Regions from separate parts of the Mus musculus genome. Here region 2 is linked to region 1. Evidence: chromatin contacts called from public promoter capture Hi-C data. All regions are on one chromosome and are shown on one strand. The core of a region is the stretch at or near the end of the contact, and the rest is flanking DNA. Distances in the headings are between cores, read along the strand shown. Region 1 has its middle 10 kb from the start of Aldoa. Region 2 holds the start of Prss53 (protease, serine 53).

Region 1 (6,599 bases), core at 1,885-4,384:
ATACAGAGAAACCCTATCTTGGAAAAAAAAAAAAGAAGAAGAAGAAGAAGAAGAAGAAGAAGAAGAAGAAAAAAGGAAAAAAAGAAAAGAAACTACATTTTCTGCCATCTTGGAACCTGTGGATGCTTGCTGGGAATAGGACCTCTAAAGAGCAAATGTGTCAGAAAGGCTGTGGTCCAAGGCCATTTTTCTGGCTAGAACCGAGGTTGCCAGAACCAAAGAGAACACATGGCTCTTCTTAATACTGAAGGTGGTTATGGCTGAGATGAAATTTAATTCTACTTGGGCAAGAGATGTGTTTATGTGTTCAAAGCAAAAACAGCACAGTTGACTCCTAGGAGCAGACTGAACAAAGCCAAAGCGATCTGGAAAAAGGTAACTCAGCCCCATGGGAATGGTGGCAGGGCCACAGCAAAGTCCAAGGCCACGTTCTGGCAAGGCCATTGGACACAGATTCCTCTCACAAACTCATTTTATTTATTTGTTTGTTTTCTCAAGACTGAGTTTCTCTGGGTAGTCCCATTTGTCCTGGAAGTATTTTGTAGACCAGGCTGGCCCAAATCTCTGAGATCTGCCTGCCTCTGCTCCCAAGTGCTAGGATCAAAGGCGTGTGCTGCCGCCGCCACCACCACCACCACCACCACCACTACCACCACCACCTTGCTTTCCTCTTACAGGTTTAAACTAGCCAAACAGGATAATAAAATAATAAAAGAAACAAAACAGAAAAGAAAAACTTTTTTAAAAAGTGAAAAAAAAAATTAAAATTACGCCAGGTATGTTTTGGCGGACACCTACAATCTCAGCACTTGGGAGACAGAAGCAAGATGAGGAATTTAAGGCCAGCCTAGTATACAAAGCCCTGTTGCAAAACAAAACTTTAAAAGTTAAGTAATGTTAGATTTAAACAAATCCTCAGCTCTGTTGGCGAGCGCAATGGAGCTGTTCTCTGGAACAGAACACTTGCCTATGGACAGAGGGTGTTTTCTTGGGATCAGAGCCAGGTCCGGCCCACATTTGGCCATGTTACACCCAGTCTTAACTACCTTGTACAGAAGTCCAGACTACCGACTGGGCTGGGTGTGGTGAAGTCCTGACTCTGGGCTGGGCATGGTGGCGTGCACTTTTAGTACCAGTACTCCAGAAACAGAGGAGCTTTGTGAGTTCAAAGACAGCCTAGTGTGCACAGCAAGTTAGTTCCCAGACAACCAGAGCTACGTAATGAAGGAACTCTTGTCTCAAAGACAGAGAGAGAGAGAGAGAGAGAGAGAGAGAGAGAGAGAGAGAGAGAGAAAGGAAGCAGGCCCTGATTATGTACTGGGCTTATGGGCTTGTCACACAAATCATCTTTCTCCCGCCTATTCACTTATTTCACCCTATATTCACTTATCTTTCAAGTACCTTTCATCACCAGAAACAATCTGATACTATGTTGCTTTTAGTTGTCTGCCTATGACTCAGTACCTGGGACAGTGCCTGGCCTAGGGTTACTGCTCAGTAATGAATGTGCTGACTGAAGAAAATGAAGGCCCAGATCAGACGGAGGTCGGAGGGAGCAATCTGGGGTAAGAATGGAACTCACAGCTTCACTGAGATGAGGACAGCAGGCATCCAGGCAGTGGGTGGGACTGGGCAGAGGGAAGTCACAGGCTTCTGCACAGCTCCAGCAACAGTCTTGGGTCTCGGAGGCACCTTGTTTCCTGCAAGGGGAGCTGCAGTCTGTGCAGCAGCCCTGGGCCTAGGAGATGACAAGACTCAGGATCTGGGCCAGACATCGGGGAGGGGACAACTCTCCACTTTAATTTCTGGAGACGGGCAAGACAATGGTTAACCGGAGTCCAAGAGGAAGACTCCCCTGCTCCCACGGAAAGGACAGCTGCTCTGACTAAATGACAAAGGTGTCCCAAGATAAAGACCTGCAGGTGAGGGGCCCCACTAATCACCAGGTTCCTCTTCCCCAAGGCCTACCCTCTCTTCCACACCAGGCGCCTCACCAGCAGACAGTGCCTAGTCAGCAGCACTAGGCCCAGCAGCAACAAATAGATGCCCACCGCGATGAAGACGATAGCAGGGGTGGGAAGTTGCAAGGAAGGGCCGATGGAAGCCGGGGCTGGATTCCACGGGCCAGGGGAGGCCTGGAGAAGCACAGAGGAAGCCGTGAGCAGGAGATGAGATGCCAGGAGGGATGCAGAACTAGATGAGAAGGCAATAGAGCAACACCCTGACTCCCCAGCCTGTCCCCCTGACATCCTCACTCACGATCCTGGACCTGCCATCACTTTAGAGTCATCTGGGAAACACTGCTCTTTGGGGAATACTTCTCTACACAGAGTTTTGAATCTGACTCCAGCATAACAACCTTCCAATCCTTCAGCTCTCAGCCTTGGCCCCTCTTCCAATTTGCTTCTTTCTGCACCAGCTGCCCGGGCATCTCCACTCAGAACAACGTTTATTTCAGGGGCAAAGCTTCCCCACCCCAGCCCCTGGCTACGCCTCTACCCCCACCCCTTATCCCGCAATCACGATGAAATCTAAGCAGTTCCCAGAGGTTCCCTCCTCGCTCTGGCTCCTGGGCCTCTGTACTGCTGTCTGAGTGCTAGTAAAAACTGTCTTGCTAGGAATCCCAGAAACGTGCCACCTCAGGGGGGAAGTCCATCCTGGGCACTGTCTCCCAGCTCTTGTCCTAAGCCAGAAGACTTTTTATTGGATAGAAAGCCCCCCCCCTGGTCCGAGCTCAGAGGCGGATGAGCACAGAGCACTGGACTCACGTCCATGGGGCTGGGCAACGCCAGTCTGTCCAGGAGCTGCAGAAGAGAGAAGATTCTGGGCTCAAAGATCGAGTACCCTTAATCCGGGGTACCCAATCTCTTTCTCTCGTTCTGCGTGGGAAACCTGAGGCCCACGGATGGAGACTGGACAGGCGAGGATCAGGAGAGCCAGCGCCTTCCCCTCCGGCCGGGCCACGCCCTCCCTCCACGGCCCCCAGGTTCCTGCTCCCTCGGACCACGCGGCCACAGCACATACAACCATCGACGGCGGGCAGTTTACAGATCCCGCGCCGCCTAAGGTCCGAACCGCCAAGGCGCCAGCACCGCCCAGAAGGTTGGCGCTGCTTCTTGCAGTTGCCATGGGGACCGCAGTACTGCGACTACGGCAGCCGCAGAGATCCAAACACTGTATTCCCGCCTCATTGGACTGGCCCTGCCTTCTTCGACCCTAGGTAATCGCCAGCTCCCAGCTTTCCCTCCGTAACTAGACAGAAATAGCACGCTTCTCGCCACCGCTGGCCCTGGAGAGATGCTGGTCGAATGCTGAAGGTCGTAGGAGACAGGCTGGGTCCACTCCCTCTTCTGCAAAGGAAGAACTGCCTGCCTCAGACATACTGTGTTTTTAAACTTTACTTTCCAGAGAGGAACCAGAGAAGAATTAACTGGAGACAAGGAGGACAACTCCCCTGCTCCCTCGAAAAGGACAGATGCTCTAAATGGCTTGCAAGTGAGGGGACACACTATGCACCACGTTCCTCTTACCCAAAGCCTACCGTTTCTTCCCTCGTTAATTGTATGGAAAGAATCAATATTTTTCAACCCGTCTCACTTCAACAGCATTACTCTCTGCTCCCCTCAACCCCCGCTTTTTGCAGTTTTCTTTAAAAAAAAAGATTTATTTATTATATTTATATGAGTACACTGTAGTTGTTTTTAGACATACCAGAAAAGGGCATCAGAACCTATTACAGATGGTTGTGAGCCACCATGTGGTTGCTGGGAATTGAACTCAGGATCTTCTGAAGAGCAGTCAGTGCTCTTAACCGCTGAGTCATCATCTCTCCAGCCCTTGCATTATTTTCAAAGTGATTTCTGTTAGGGAGTAGTTTCCTGAGCTCAGCCATCTCAGGACTGAGTTCCACCTGGATGGCAGAATCAGAACTTAACTCATGTTCCCAGGCCCCAGAACTCAACTCCTACCCTGCTTCCTCAGATGTTTTGTGTTTGTCTGTTAAGCAGTGAAGGATGCAGAGAAGGAAGATACTGTTATCTCCATTATCTAAACTAAGGCACACAAGCCATAAGGCACACAAGTAAGACATGTGTTACTAGTCTTAACTGACTAGTTCAACTTGCCCACTCCTTTGTTCCCTTATCATTTCAAGATTCCAGACCAGAGTCCAGGAGGAGACCAGGCTGCAAAAGCTGACGCGAGGATCTGAAACCAGATGACCCGGGAAAGGCCCAGTCACCAAAAGTGACCTCCTTTTTTAACCCTTTATGTCAAAATATAATTGGTCAATGCAAGAGTCTACCCTGTTACCCGTCACTTTTTGTTCCCATCCTATAAAAATATTGTAGAAATATTGGACAGTCTCCCTTCAGGAATTCGGATCAGATCCGGAGCTGCCCACCTCCCTCAGCGCTAAGAAAATAAAACTTCCATTTTTAAGCTTCCGTTCTCTAAAGTGAGTTTTCTCAGCTTCCGTTCTGAACCCAACAATTTTTTTTCCTTCTTTTTTGTTTGTATTTTGCTTGCTGAGACAAGATCTCATTCTGTAACTCAGGCTGTCCTGAAAGTCACGCTATAGTGTAGCTTGGTCTGGGCCTCACCCTGAGTGCCGGATGGCAGGCATGAACAGCCGGGTCCTGTTCACACCCGATCACACCACCGACTGCAGGAGAAAACTGCTTTCCAGACTTGGCACCATCCACCCTGACCATCCTGTGGTTTCACTCCAGAGCTCCAAGAGTAAATCGAGGGCTGGTGAGATGGCTCAGTGGGTAAGAGCACCCGACTGCTCTTCCGAAGGTCTGGAGTTCAAATCCCAGCAACCACATGGTGGCTCACAACCATCTGTAACAAGATCTGACGCCCTCTTCTGGAGTGTCTGAAGACAGCTACAGTGTACTTACATATAATAAATAAATAAATCTTTAAAAAAAAAAAAAAGAGTAAAGCGAATTTCTTTCCCTCCTGCTACCATCCTATGGAAGGCCAGGACATATATGCGAATATAAACAGGGTTAGGGTTAGGGTTCTCGTCCCTCCAGCCTGTGCTCGGCTCCGCCCTTTCAGACTGGTTGCATACTCCAGACCATCGGTGCTGAGTTGGGTTCTGCGCTCCCCGGCCTCATCACAGGGTATGGACTTCTCTGTGTCTGCCTGGCCCCTCCTCGGTCAGACTGCTAGTGCTGGGCTGTTTCTGATTTCTTTCCACAGCCCAAGCCTTTGACACCACCTAGAAGACAATGCTCACTGATTTGATGAACCACTCAAATCCAAATCCGACTCTGCTGGCCGATGAAGACATTCTGTTCCCTTGGTGTCTTCCAATATCCTCAGCTTTCCTAACCTTTCTGGCTGTCCACGTGTGCTTGTGCATGCATGTACATGCACACACAGAAACACAAGTGCAGAGGAGGCCTGGGACACAGTGTCACCACCACTCGCCTCCTCCTCTCCCAGGATACACTTACCATGGCTGGGTCCCCAGAGCTTCTTTTTTGTTTGTTTGTTGTTGTTTTATCTTTTTTTTTTTTTCAGGACAGGGTCTCATTATGCTGCTCTAACTGTCTTGGAACTCACTCTGTATACCAGGCTGGCCTTGAGATCTGCATGCCCGAGTGATGAGACTCTCAAGTGATGAGACTAAAGGCATAGGTTGCCACCACCAGGCCCCATGGGCTTTCTGTTACTGAAAAGAAAGCTAGAGAGATTGTCAGGGTCTGTGCCTGAAGGGTCCAAAGCTGTCCACCCTGCAAGGAAGCTCTTTAAACAGGAAGATAAGCAACTTACAACAGCTTCAGGAAGTCCCTGAATCTGACCAGACTCACTGGGTCCCTCCCTCCCAGAGTAAGGAGTAAGAGCTGAGGATCTCTCTCAGAGCAGACAAGCTGTAAAGAAGACTCCTGAGACCAATAGGTTTAGACCAACTGAGTCATTTAGAAAGAACGCTTTCCAACTGACTGAGCTGTGTGCAGGCTGTGCAATGCGATCCAGGTTCTCAGCTTTTGTGAGCTGTCACCTATCCTGGGGTGGGCTTTGGTGATATCTGTACTTTGGTCTATCCTGGGCTCCTTCTCTGAGATGTGTTTTCCTAGCAAAAGTTGTGCCACACAACAGCCCCTGGGTCCTGTATGCCCCTTCAGCCTTCAATCATACTGACAGGGTCCCAGCCATTCCTTTTGCCACCTCCAGCCTTCTCAGGGATGCCTGAGCACGGAGAGCAAGTGCTCACTCAGCTCCTCCCCAGGGTCGCCTTGTTCATGGGAAGCATTACCAGATTGCCTCCTTGAGATTCTTTTTTTTTCTGAGTCTCAAGGACCAGGATGAGGTTTCCGTCTCTACTGTAAGAAAGACCTCTAATGATACAAGCTTCCTCCCTGCCTGCCTTCAGCCCCTTCCAACAGAAAGATGCAAGCCTTGGCAAGGGCCCCAGGCACACCCATGGTCTGCAGTGGCCAGACGCACTGCTGATGGTGTTCTGTTCCTGCCATTGGTTCCTCCAGTGTGTAGGAGGGCAGGCATCAGACAAGCCAATAAGAGAGATGATATATGCACCTCACTTTGCCAAGGCCCCACTTCTACCCACATTATCCCATTAGTAG
Region 2 (5,949 bases), core at 753-3,252, 1.1 Mb after region 1:
GCAAGAAGCTCCAAAGGGGAAGTGGTAGGTGGGTTGGGGCAAGCAGAGGGTTGTCTGAACGGTGGGGTGGGTGAGCTGGAGCAGGGCCAGATCTGATCCCTGGCTATAGTGGTTATAGGCCTTGGGCAACTGCAGGGCAGCAACTCCCACCTCCTCAGCCCCCGGGCTCTGCCCCTCCTGCTTGAGAGAACCCAGGACCACGGACCAGGAGCTCAGTTCTGCTGTGGCCATCCTGAAAGGAGAAGGGTAAGGGCCAGACAGCTGAGAGTCAGCGGAGACATGGCACCGTGGGGAAGAGCACATGGGTTTCATCACAGTTCCCTCCTCTCAGGCTCCATTTATTCCTTTGTAAAGCATCTACCATGAAAGATTGCTAAGGTTAAGCTGGCAGTGTTTCTGCTCCATGGCACATTTTCCATGAATGATGCTTATTATTGTAGAGGCAGGAAAGCATTTTGAGGTACAGGGACAAATCCACCCTCAAACGGAGAGACTGAAAAGTGTGACTCACTTTTCAAAGCAGTGAGCAGCTGTGAGGACCCAAGTGTCTGCCACCAAGGAGCCACTGCAGATGTGTACACCCTGTCGCCTCACACTGGCCTGCCAGGGCCATTCACCAGGTAATGTGTTGCCTTCCTGGGGCTCTGGAGGGCCAGGGCCACGCTGCCCGCATGCTGTAGAGAAGAGGGAATCATGCTAACTGCAGCCAATACCATTTCCCCTCACTCATACTTGAGTGCAGCCCGGGGCCCAGGTCCTCATCACTTACCACGCTGAGCTGCTTGAAGACCTAGGAAGAAAGAAACACAGGCTGTGGGGGTGCCGTAACTGCCTGGCCCAGGTTGGGTGGAGGGATGGATTGAAGGACAGGCCCTGGGTCCATATCTGTGACTGGCTACCTCACCAGCCCCTCCCAGAATGAAGACATTTATATGAGGCGGAAAAGCAGCTTTTATTGGAGCTCATTCAGAGTACACAGCCATTAATTCTCTCAGCTGTGCTCAGCACTCCTGGGCCCAAGGAACAAGGCCTCGGGTTTACCTTGGGAGTAGGCCAACCCTCCTCCAGGCTTCCGAACCCCTAACTCCTGCCTTTACCGCTGAGTCAGAGAGGTGGCCTGTGTATGTGAAGAACATTAGCCTAATTGTCCCTTCAGCTGTGGAAGCCTAAGAAGGTAGATTAGAGGTCTGTGTCATGTCCTAAGTGGGGGAGGCCCCAAGTGAGTCTCACTCCACCCCATCCTAATGAATCAAACTGTCTACTTTTCCAGTGGGTCCCTGTCATGCCTGTAACCCATCACAGCCTCACTCAAATAGGTCTACTGTACATCGGAGGCAGAGCTGGTGTGGACAGCCTCCAGTGAGTGAGGCCAGAACATGCCTGAGGTCCTTCTGGAAGTAGAGGATAAGAGAGAGGGCAAGACCAAGACGCACACACAGACACCCCCCCCCCCCAACATCCACCATCCACGTTCAGACAGTGATCTCAGACCCTTTCTAACCCTGGCATTAGACTGTAGTCTCAAGGACATTATTTAGCTTTTCTGTACTTCTGTTTCTTCACCAAGATCGAACAGTAGCACAAGTTAAAGAACTACTGTAAAGATTAAATATATTAACAGCTTCTTCCAAAGTGCTGTAACGTGGCCCAGGAAAATCACAGCCATTTTGACAATAGGCTCTGTGTTACCTCCCCTCAGCACCTCACCCCCAAGAACACCTCCCTCCCCAAAAGACACACACCAAGGACATTCACAGGGAGACTGTAGCCCCCTCAGGATCTCTTACATACCAAATTGCAGTCTACTGGGGCAGATGAAGGCTTAGGAGCCTCCCCACCACCACACACACACACAATGCCACTCCCTGTCCCTCATACTTGAAGGACTTACCCTCTATCACGACCACAGCTCCCACAATAAGCAGCTCTGGTCTCCAGCTCTGCCTCATGCTGCTCCAGGCCACTCAGTGCTCCGGCTGTCAGAAAGGCCACCTGGGTCTCCCTGGCTCCACCCCTGCTCCGCCTCCAGTCAGGTGTTACTTTTCCTGGGCTGGAAGGGAGCCAACAGCGCTTAGCTTGGGGCCAGTGGTTGTGTGGCCCTTACCCCTCTCTGGCTCTTTACCAGCCATACTCCTCCAGTTCAAATCCTAGTTCCTCCAATGATTTTGAACAATGAAATTGTTTGTGCCTTACCTGGAGAACTTAATTACTTAAGGGTGCCTGGGAGATTCTGGAGAGATGGAGCAACAATTAACTGCACGACCTGGTTTAATTCCCAGCTCCCATAGGGCAGTTCACACCATGATCTGTAACTCCAGTTCCAGGGGATCTGACACTGTCTTCGGCCCTCCCAAGGCACCAGTCATATATAGTACATAAACACACATGCAGACAAAACACTCATACACATAGGCTAATAGTAAAGCCCCTTCAAATGGACGGAAGGAAGACTGTTTCAATTATTTATTCCAGAGAGGGGGCAACCTGTGAGCAGTTTCTCCCTCTACGTGGTTCCCAGGGTTTGAAAGCACATGGCCAGGTGTCTTTACCTGTTGAGCCATGTCACCAGGACCATGCAAAGACATTTGTCACCAAGCCCAACTACCTGGGTTTGATTCCTCAGATTAACATGTCAAAGAATCCTTGCAAGCTGAACTCTACACACACCATGATATTCAGCGCACGGCCACACGCACATAGACACACTTTTTAAAAACATGCTTAGGGCCCCAGAGAGATTGCTTACTGACTCTTCACTACCTGTTCTTTCCAGAGGACCCAGGTTTGAGTTCCAAATCCACACAAAAGCTTGACAAACACCTGTAATTCCAGTTCCAGATCCAACACTCTTCCACCCTCGGCAGGCACCAGACATATGTGGTGCGGATACATAAGCAGGCAGATGTTCACACATAGTAAATAATTTTCTAAATACAGTGGTATATACATGTAATTCCAGTACCTCGAGGCTGAGGCAGATTTTTGAGTTTAGGTTGAGCTGCCTAACAAGTTCAAGGCCAGCCTAGACTAAAGCAAGACACTATTTCAAAAAGAAGGCAAGCAATCTGTTAGTGTTTAGCCAAGGGTGACTTGTAGACCAGCTACTTCTTGCATGAGAACATCATCTGTGGAGCAGTGGCAGACTCCTCAGACTCCCCTCAGCTTCCCTGCCTCCTGCAGGCCAAGGCCAGGCAGGTTTCATACACTCCCCTCAGTTTGCTTCAGAGGTAACATGCAGGACTGTGTGTTAAAGGGGTGGCTCTCATCCTATCCTCTCTCTGGGTCTGCCTCCTTGCTGGCAGGGCATTGCTCTTCTTTCTGGCAAATGTGTGGATGGAGGGTAGAACACTGAGGTCACATCCTTTTTCACCTTCCGACTCCCAGTTTAGGCTAGTTCCACCATTACCTGACCCTGATACAGAGGCAACAGTGAGCAGAGCTTAGAGAAGACACGAGCCAATGCCCAGGCAGACACAGATTATGATATAGGGGCTATCGTATAGCTCAGTGGTAGAACACTTTCCTACCTTGGAAAGCCCTGCAATGTGAATTATGGGATGTGTGCTAATCTGAGATCTCCCTCCCCCAACCCTTCCCCAGTACTAAACATATACTCTCAGAGCATTTTAGCTCCCTCACGAATACAGAAACAATGGTAGTAATTATCTACTAAGTTAACACAGGTTCTTTGACAGTGCTTGGGATGTCAAGTGCTTAGTCCACATTAGGAAAAACAGAAATAGGATCTTAGCCTGGCCCTGCACAGGGTTAAGATTGGCCATGATGATAGGTGAGGCAGTTGCAGGGTTCAAGCTCTACCACAGGAAGAAGTTCCTTCCCAGCAAGTTTGCCCTCCAGGTGTGTGGCAGGCCCTCCTACGACAGGAGGTCTGATCCGTAGGCAGCAGGCTCAAGCTTGTTTCCTAGACATGGGGGCTGATGTGCCAGGTTTTGCTGACTACACATGCTGGAGATGATGTGTCCTCTCCTTCCGGGCAGGCCCTCCATCCTCTCTGACTCACCCCAGTTCTAGAGAAGGCAGTAACAGGGAAAGACTGACACCCCGAAGGGTCTCTGGCAGACATATGCTACAGACTTGACCAACATAGAAAAATTTATTGTTCAAAATCCTTCTCTTTAACCAACAGCAGAATGCAGCCCATGGGAACAGAACTTAGAGGCACGTTTGGTCATTTCTCTGTGTGTGGTTATGGAGGGGGGTTTGAATGATGTGGGTAGGGCCTTCTAGGAACCCACACACTTGGGCAAGGGTCATGTGCCAAGGCAAAGCAAGTTAGGTTAGTCTGGCATGAGGTGGGAACTCAGTGCTTTTTGGTCTTGTGTTCTGGTACCTTCTGGAAGCTAAGCAACATCAGACCCACATTGATGGCATAGGTGGTAATGCACACAATGCAGAAATCATATAACACAAAGAACAGGATCCAGGCCAGGTACACGGAACCAGCGACGGACACCAGGGAACTCAGCACCAGTAGGATAGAGGCCCAACGTCCCCTCAAGCAACCTGTAAAACAAGAGACGGTCAGTAATGGTATATCTAGAACTCTGTCATGCCTCCTCAATGACAGACAGCAGGTGCTTCTGGTGAAAGTACTCTTAAGACAGGATCTGATGGGCCTCATCTGGTCAATAATTCTTGGGACCCAGAGTAAATTCTCTTGCTAAGCTACACAAGATGAAACACAAGTTACACTTTGGAGTCCTCTCAAAAAGAAGTTCAAGGTCAACCTGGAATGTCTCCCAAAGCAAAGCAAACCAAAAAACTATCAGTTGAGCACGGTGGTGTACAGTCCCAGCACTCCGGAAGCAGAAGCAGGAGAGTTCCTGCAAATTCTAGGCCAGACTGGTCTACATAATGAACTCCGGGACAACTAGGGTTATGTAGAGAGACCCTGTCTCAAAAAGACCCTGTCTCAAAACCTACCAGGTGTGGTCCAAAGCCATGCTTTAATCCCAGCACTCTGATGGCAGACACAGTCAGATCTCTCAGTCTGAGGCCAGCTGGTCTACAGAGTGAGTTCCAGGACATTCAGGACTACACAGAGAAACCCTATCTCAACACCTGCCTCAGCCTCACCACACCCCTCAAAAACAAACCAAACAACAAAAACAAAACCCATGTGAGGTGTGGTGGCCCATGTAGTGACTTCCAGAACGGCCAGGATTACACAGAGAAATCCTCTCCTTGGGTTGGGGGGGAGGGGGGAAGAGGAAAAAAGGTGAGGGAGGGAGAGGGAGAAGAAAAAACGAAAAACTAAACAAAAAGAAAGAAGTTGATTCTTTGCCATAAAACTGAGATTGTGAGAAATCTTTGAGGGCCCTCAGCCTCTGGCTACCTAAACCAAGTAGGATAAGCCTCCTGCTAAGTGTTCTGCTTTCTTGACTCCTTGTGATGAGATTGCTCAGTAATTAGCAGCTGGGTGTCAATTGTCTGGGTCACCGACACGACACGACACGAGGTGGGGCTGCTCTGGATTTCAGAAGACAGGTCATGAAGGGGCAAAGCCACTCACTCACCTAACAACAGCTGTAAGGTGTAGAACAGGCAACCAAATATGCTGTTGGATTGGTTGAGGACGCTGTCCGCTCCTAGCATGTGCTCCACCAGCCCAAAGCCCCGGCCCCACCTGGTGGAAGTGAAAGAAGCAGGTAAGTGGGGTAGGCCAAGTGCCTCTTGAGCTTTTTTGTAGAACAGTGATTAGCAAGAAGCTCCACCTACTAAGAGTCCAAAGGGCATTGACCTGGCATGTCCTGGGGCTCTTAGTGGCCTGTCATCACAGACTATCAATAATTTTTCAGGAGTTGGTGAGATGGCTCAGGAAAAACAAGTATCAGCTGCCAGGCCTGTCAACTGGATCGAATCCCCCCGCAGCCCACAAAGAAGGAGAGACTCAACTCCCGAACGTTATTCTCTTGACTTCCACATGCA

The links. Promoter capture Hi-C pulls out the DNA fragments that hold promoters and counts their contacts.
Region 2: a promoter capture Hi-C map of liver shows a contact between it and region 1, with 6 times the contacts expected there. The contact joins the promoter of Prss53 here to the enhancer-like site in region 1. A contact is called at or near these places in 4 of 39 promoter capture datasets (hematopoietic stem and progenitor cells, liver and pre-B cells), 1 of 484 Hi-C or Micro-C datasets (B cells), 1 of 115 datasets of contacts at active chromatin or transcription factors (pancreatic cancer cells) and 1 of 9 other capture datasets (adipose tissue).

Annotation. Positions count from the first base shown.
Region 1 is chr7:126,806,102-126,812,700 of GRCm38.p6, forward strand. No RefSeq gene overlaps it. Among named protein-coding and RNA genes, the nearest start is that of Aldoa, 10 kb to the left of the region's middle. Within about 2 kb of position 3,135, at least 312 of the 459 cell types and tissues checked have an H3K27ac peak or open chromatin away from gene starts, as enhancers often do. A contact at or near this core is called in adipose tissue, hematopoietic stem and progenitor cells, liver and 2 more, where this site is marked.
Region 2 is chr7:127,888,968-127,894,916 of GRCm38.p6, forward strand. It overlaps Prss53 (protease, serine 53), which reads right to left and starts at 2,003. Exons shown (of 11, transcript NM_001081268.1): 1 at 1,892-2,003; 2 at 770-790; 3 at 512-674; 4 at 1-232. The coding sequence starts at 1,949. Vkorc1 (vitamin K epoxide reductase complex, subunit 1) reads right to left here. Exons shown (of 3, transcript NM_178600.2): 2 at 5,538-5,647; 3 at 4,096-4,524. The coding sequence ends at 4,322.